Regions from separate parts of the Capra hircus genome. Here region 1 is linked to region 2. A link is a contact called in public Hi-C data. All regions are on one chromosome and are shown on one strand. The core of a region is the stretch at or near the end of the contact, and the rest is flanking DNA. Distances in the headings are between cores, read along the strand shown. Region 1 overlaps SLC4A7 (sodium bicarbonate cotransporter 3). Region 2 overlaps SLC4A7 (sodium bicarbonate cotransporter 3).

Region 1 (2,979 bases), core at 316-2,815, 55 kb after region 2:
TCACTTTCACTTTTCACTTTCATGCACTGGAGAAGGAAATGGCAACCCACTCCAGTGTCCTTGCCTGGAGAATCCCAGGGACGGGGGAGCCTGGTAGGCTGCCGTCTATGGGGTCACACAGAGTCAGACACGACTGAAGCGACTTAGCAGCAGCAGCTTGTTAAAAAAAAAAATTTAAAGAATTAACTGATTTTATAATTGTGGCATTCGATTTCCAAGGTAAGTAATGGTGACCATTAGTAAAATTTGAAAATCATTCTGATATTTATGTTTCAAGGAATGTTCTCTTTGTAGATGCGGGTAGTGGTTGCGCAGGTTTTTGTAATATATTCTTTAAACTATGTTTAGAAAAATTAAACTATGTTCAGAAAAGTGTTGAACACTCTTATAAATGAATGCTCTACAGCAACAACAACAATAGTTTCAACAAATAAGTAAAACTTAAAGGACACTAACAGACACTCACTGTCTGTTTATATTGCTAAACAAAAGTTACTTTAAACAAACTTACTCTCTAGTTCTTCTTTTTCAAACTTGGTGTTCACAGTTGAGCTGGTTTTGCCAAGATCCACAACAGCTTCTTCATCGGGACCCTAAAAAGAAATTATTCTCATTAATTCATGAAATCAATATACACCGAGGGCCTACTGCTAGGTGTGTTATTTGAGACAGCCAGAAATATGTAACAGAGGACCTTCCTGTCAAAGAACCGAATTCATACTGTGGCTAACTACATTCTTTTAAAAGTATGTTTATAGGCTTTTTTTTTTTAATCCACAGAAGACCATTTAAAGTCTCATGGAAAGAACTGAAATGACAAAGATTTTCTGGGCGTCCATGGAAATTACTAAGTAACTGGCACACATATTCACTTCAGTGGAATGACTCTCAGAAATTAGAAGTTAATCAGAAATTACAGAGAATCGGGTTTGAGGGAAACCCTTAGATATCAATATAGAACACTTTTTTTTTTTTTTTTTTTTGCTTTTAGGTATTCTAGACAGAAAGAATCCCACTTAAATCACCTATACTAGTATTGGATACTGGATTATGGTTAAATGTACAATGGTCAAAAATAAGTCCATAGACTTAACATGTTTCACTTTCAATCGTAAATCACTAAGAACCAAAGTTGTAAGAACTTTTTATTTGCCTACAAAGGAAAAGCCAAACTCAAATTTTAGCCTCTAAGGACAGTCCACCTTTGAGCTGTGAACAGTTTTGTTCCACTTTTCTGCTCAACAAAAAGACTAACCATATTTACTGTAATACATTACACAGACTATTTTTAAAAGAAAATTTTAGCTTTAATGTCGCTTCTCGACTTCTAACTTAACTTTCAAAGGAACATGATAGAATACTCATAAACTACTTATCATGAACTCAGTGTGCACAAGATTCTGTGTCACTGGCTGAGACAGATGGCAGAAGCCCCTTCCCCCCACAGGTGAGCTCTACGGCCCCCCAGACCTCCCGGCACAGCTCCAGTGAGGCCCACAGTGCACCCCACTCCACAGCCCCCCCCCCCCCCCCCCAGTGCACCCCACTCCACAGCTCCCCAGGCCTCCCGGCAGAGATCCCGTGAGGCCCACAGTGCACCCCCACTCCACAGCCCCCCAGACCTCCCGGCACAGCTCCTGAGACCCACAGTGCACCCCCACTCCACAGCCCCCCAGACCTCACGGCACAGCTCCTGAGACCCACAGTGCACCCCCACTCCACAGCCCCCCTGACCTCCCGGCACAGCTCCAGTGAGGCCCACAGTGCACCCCCACTCCACAGCCCCCCAGACCTCACGGCACAGCTCCTGAGACCCACAGTGCACCCCCAATCCACGGCCCCCCAGACCTCCCGGCACAATTCCTGAGACCCACAGTGCACCCCCACTCCACAGTCCCCCTGACCTCCCGGCACAGCTCCTGAGACCCACAGTGCACCCCCACTCCACAGTCCCCCTGACCTCCCGGCACAGCTCCTGAGGCCCACAGTGCACCCCACTCCACAGCCCCCCTCCGCACAGCTCCTGACCCCACCCCACTCCACAGCCCCCCAGACCTCACCGGCACAGCTCCTGAGAGCCCACAGTGCACCCCCACTCCACGGCCCCCCAGACCTCCCGGCACAATTCCTGAGACCCACAGTGCACCCCCACTCCACAGCCCCCCAGACGTCCCGGCACAGCTCCTGAGGGCCACAGTGCACCCCCACTCCACAGTCCCCCTGACCTCCCGGCACAGCTCCTGAGGCCCACAGTGCACCCCCACTCCACAGCCCCCCAGACCTCACGGCACAGCTCCTGAGGCCCACAGTGCACCCCCACTCCACAGCCCCCCAGACCTCCCGGCACAATTCCTGAGACCCACAGTGCACCCCCACTCCACAGCCCCCCAGACCTCCCGGCACAGCTCCTGAGACCCACAGTGCACCGCCACTCCACGGCCCCCCGACCTCCCGGCACAGCTCCTGAGGCCCACAGTGCACCCCCAATCCACGGTCCCCCAGACCTCCCGGCAGAGATCCCGTGAGGCCCACGGTGTACCCCCACTCCTCAGCCCCCCAGACCTCCCAGCACAGCTCCTGAGGGCCACAGTGCACCCCCACTCCTCGGCCCCCCAGACCTCCCAGCACAGCTCCTGAGGGCCACCGTGCACCCCCTCTTGTGGGCAAGGCCGACAAGGGGGACACCACCTGCCACTTCTGGCGCCTCAGGGAAATCTGCTCAGCCTCAGGTAACGAAGATGGAGAGCGGAGTACACGGAGCAGGGACGGGACACAAGGACCCTCCTGTCCTCAGCAAACCTGGGTCTGGGATACACGACAGAGGATGACACTGAGGTTTTGAAGAGGCAGACAGAGATTCTGAGGAAGAGCTGACTGATGTCATAAAGGCCTGTCTGAACTTCGAGCGTGACCTGGATCCCTTCAGCGAGCGTGCACGTGTGTAGTACACGGGAATCCAGAACACGGAACCTCATTCAG
Region 2 (3,102 bases), core at 588-3,087:
ACATAGTCAAGGCCCAAGTTTCCAGAGCAAAAGGATGCACAGAGAGACAAGCAGGGTAAACTAAAAAATACCTATCTATCTACCTAAGTACCACGATGAAATTGCAAAACACTATGAGCCCTGGGTGTTCACTGAAGGGACTGATGTTGAAGCTGAAACTCCAATATTTTGGCCACCTGATCTGAAGAGCTGACCCATTTGAAAAGACCCTGATGTTGGGAAAGATTGAAGGCAGGAGGAAAAGAGGGCAACAGAGGATGAGATGGCTGGATGGCATCACTGACTCAATGGACATGAGTTTCGATAAACTCCAGGAGTTGGTGATGGACAGGGAGGTCTGGCGTGCTGTGGTTCATGGGGTCGCAAAGAGTCGGACACGACTGAACAACTGAATTGAACTGAGAATGGTAAAAATGCTTCTGAAGATACAAACACCAAATAGACATCAGATCTCTTATCAGAACCACTGATCTTCAAGCAGCAACAACTTTAAGACTTAAAGAAAAATACACTTGAACCCTGAAATGAATACCCATCTATTAAACAAATGTGAGAGGAATTTGAAATATGTAAGAACTCTGAAAGTTCACTAATTATGGAACCATACATGCAAAAATTACTCAAGGAGTTCCTTTAGCATTATAAAAAAAATTTAGCAATACAAGAAAAAGTGGAACATGTACTTTTTTAAAAAGAGAAGTTAACAGATATGAAGAAAACTTATCAGGCTATAATTCTAAAACAGTAGGAACTTGGGAAATGAGGTGTATTTCTGCCTCCACACAGGCTGATCTCACTGCTTAGTCCTTGGCGAGTATTTTTATATCATCATAACACTGATTACACGTCCCCCGAAGGTTTACATCTCTATAATTTAACTTACAAAAAAAGGAAAAAGAGTGTAGATGTGGGCAACCTTTACAATAATAAAATGCAGCCAACCAAAAAACAAGTGATGAAAGGGAAAAGGGGATGTGGGGGTAAATCCTCATGAAAGATATAACCTCAGTTCAGAGGCTCTCAAGCTTTTTAGTCTAAGGACCCTTTTTCACTCCTAACAAGTACAGAGGACCCTCCTCCCAAATATTTTTGCCTATGCGGATTCTATACTTGGAGAGATACATAAATAGATAAGCAGGTAGTTGTATTGGAAATAGATACCACATTAGAAATTAAAAGAAAACTTTTAAATAGTTAGTTCATTTCAAAATAATAAACGCCTTACAAGGTAATATAAAGAATATACTTTTACTGGAAAGCTGTCATTTCCAAAGAACATAAGATTAAGCGAGAAGAGCAGCACTCCTCCGTGTCCCTGTAAATCCTTCAGTGGGTGGTAACAGAGGACCCCACTCTCACGCCCGCATCTAGCTCAGCGTGCTGCCTACACGGTTCTGGCCAAAGGCCGTGAGGACAACCCCGACTCACATAGGCGCACACCTGGGCAAGCGCGGCCCCTGCAACCCCAGACAGAGGTCCTTGGGAGAGCCTTTAAGAATCACTCTCTTAGGCAGTGAGAGTCACTATTTTCACTATTTCATTAAAGACAATAAAGTTAGAAATAACATTATAGAAGTATGTAGAACCGTAATGGCATTGACTAACAAAATATCTTAAAAAACAAAGGAGTAAAAAGTTAACGTGGAGAGAGTTGCTTTTGGAAAGTGAGAAAACAAGCTCTTCATTTTAGAGCTTTCTTGATATTCTACTTGAATTTTTCTGCTTATATGCAATTAATACTTTAAAATGTTTGAAACTACTAAAAAAAAAAAAACACGTAAAGGGCAACCTTGGCCAGCAGGGGGCAGCATTCACACAAGACGGCACCGCACGCTTCTCGTCTCTTGCTGTTCTAACAAGACACTCACCACCATGAAGAAACTGCCCATCTGTCTATCTGTTTCACCAGACAGACTGCCAAATTCTTCAAAGCAGACACTGTCCTATTTGTTATTATTTCCTCAGTAACTAACAGTACAGAAAGTACTCAACAAATATTTGGCCAATTAGCTGGCTCCACAAAAGAAGGCCAAAGAATTCCAGTACTAACAACAGTTTCTTCAGTTAATTCGTAACACACATGCGTATAATGCTCCACATTTGTACCGTAATTTATAAATAGTTTACAAACAAACAAACTAAATAATGGAGTTGAGCTCTTCCATGATGAACAGAAAATACCAGATTATATTTGCTATGACTGTTTTTTGTTAAATTACCAGATTCAGTAGAATATGTACAGTAAATCTCAGATGTGACTAAAAGATATGAGTGGTACTACTTATATCTCATTTAGCTCATCAGGAAGAATGTACTAATTCAATTAATAGCAGCATTCTTTTTTACATTTCAGTTAAATTACTATTTCATCCACCTTTCAATAATACTTCCTCTAATATGCTTATAAAATTCTCTAGGTATATTCTTCCTTTAGATTATAACTAAGCCACAGATGAACTTCTTCCAACTCTAGTCTTTAATAGTACCCTTTCACATTATTTTTCAAAAGGATACAATCTAACCCTGATGCTTACCACAGCAACTACCATTCCAACATTTTATTTTCCAAGTAAAGTCTAGGAAATGAAACTATTTTAGATATTTTAATGTTTCATTTTCATACCACCAAATATAAATTTTATGACCAAAAAAGGTTTTTAAAACATTGTAACAAAGAGATTTTACCTTTAGTACTGAAGTCATGAACACAGACAGGCCCATTAGAATAAAAATCATTAGCCCTGTCACCCGCTGTTCACGAATGCCCAAAAACTTGGGTTGCTCCCCAGGAGCAGAGCATTCAGATTCCACTTTCAGGCTGTTGACATGACTTATTGACAACACTGTTGCAGCCACAAACCATGGAAGGCCCATGACAGAGCACACCCCCAGCATGACACCGACCACGAGCAGGTCCAGGTGGTAGCCGGCTCCTTTCTGAAAAGGGGAACACACGAGGATCCGTCAGCACATACTGTTCTTTCAGGTTCAAAGTCTGCACTACTCATAAAGAGAGAGGGAACTCGTGTTCACCACCTCCAACTCAAAGAAACAACTCTCGGGACGCGCTCTGAAAGTTACCTTCAACTTGTGCTCCTTTCT

Evidence for each region. A called contact is a pair of places that touch in the nucleus more often than the background predicts.
Region 1: a Hi-C map of blood shows a contact between it and region 2, with 2.5 times the contacts expected there. The contact joins two enhancer-like sites. A contact is called at or near these places in 2 of 5 Hi-C or Micro-C datasets (both in blood).

What each region holds. Positions count from the first base shown.
Region 1 is chr22:1,738,101-1,741,079 of ARS1.2, forward strand. SLC4A7 (sodium bicarbonate cotransporter 3) reads right to left here. Exons shown (of 26, transcript XM_018067222.1): 2 at 512-593. Among named protein-coding and RNA genes, the nearest start is that of SLC4A7, 42 kb to the right of the region's middle. Within about 2 kb of position 1,566, at least 1 of the 5 cell types and tissues checked has an H3K27ac peak or open chromatin away from gene starts, as enhancers often do.
Region 2 is chr22:1,682,729-1,685,830 of ARS1.2, forward strand. SLC4A7 (sodium bicarbonate cotransporter 3) reads right to left here. Exons shown (of 26, transcript XM_018067222.1): 19 at 3,082-3,102; 20 at 2,686-2,937. Among named protein-coding and RNA genes, the nearest start is that of NEK10, 34 kb to the left of the region's middle. Within about 2 kb of position 1,838, at least 2 of the 5 cell types and tissues checked have an H3K27ac peak or open chromatin away from gene starts, as enhancers often do.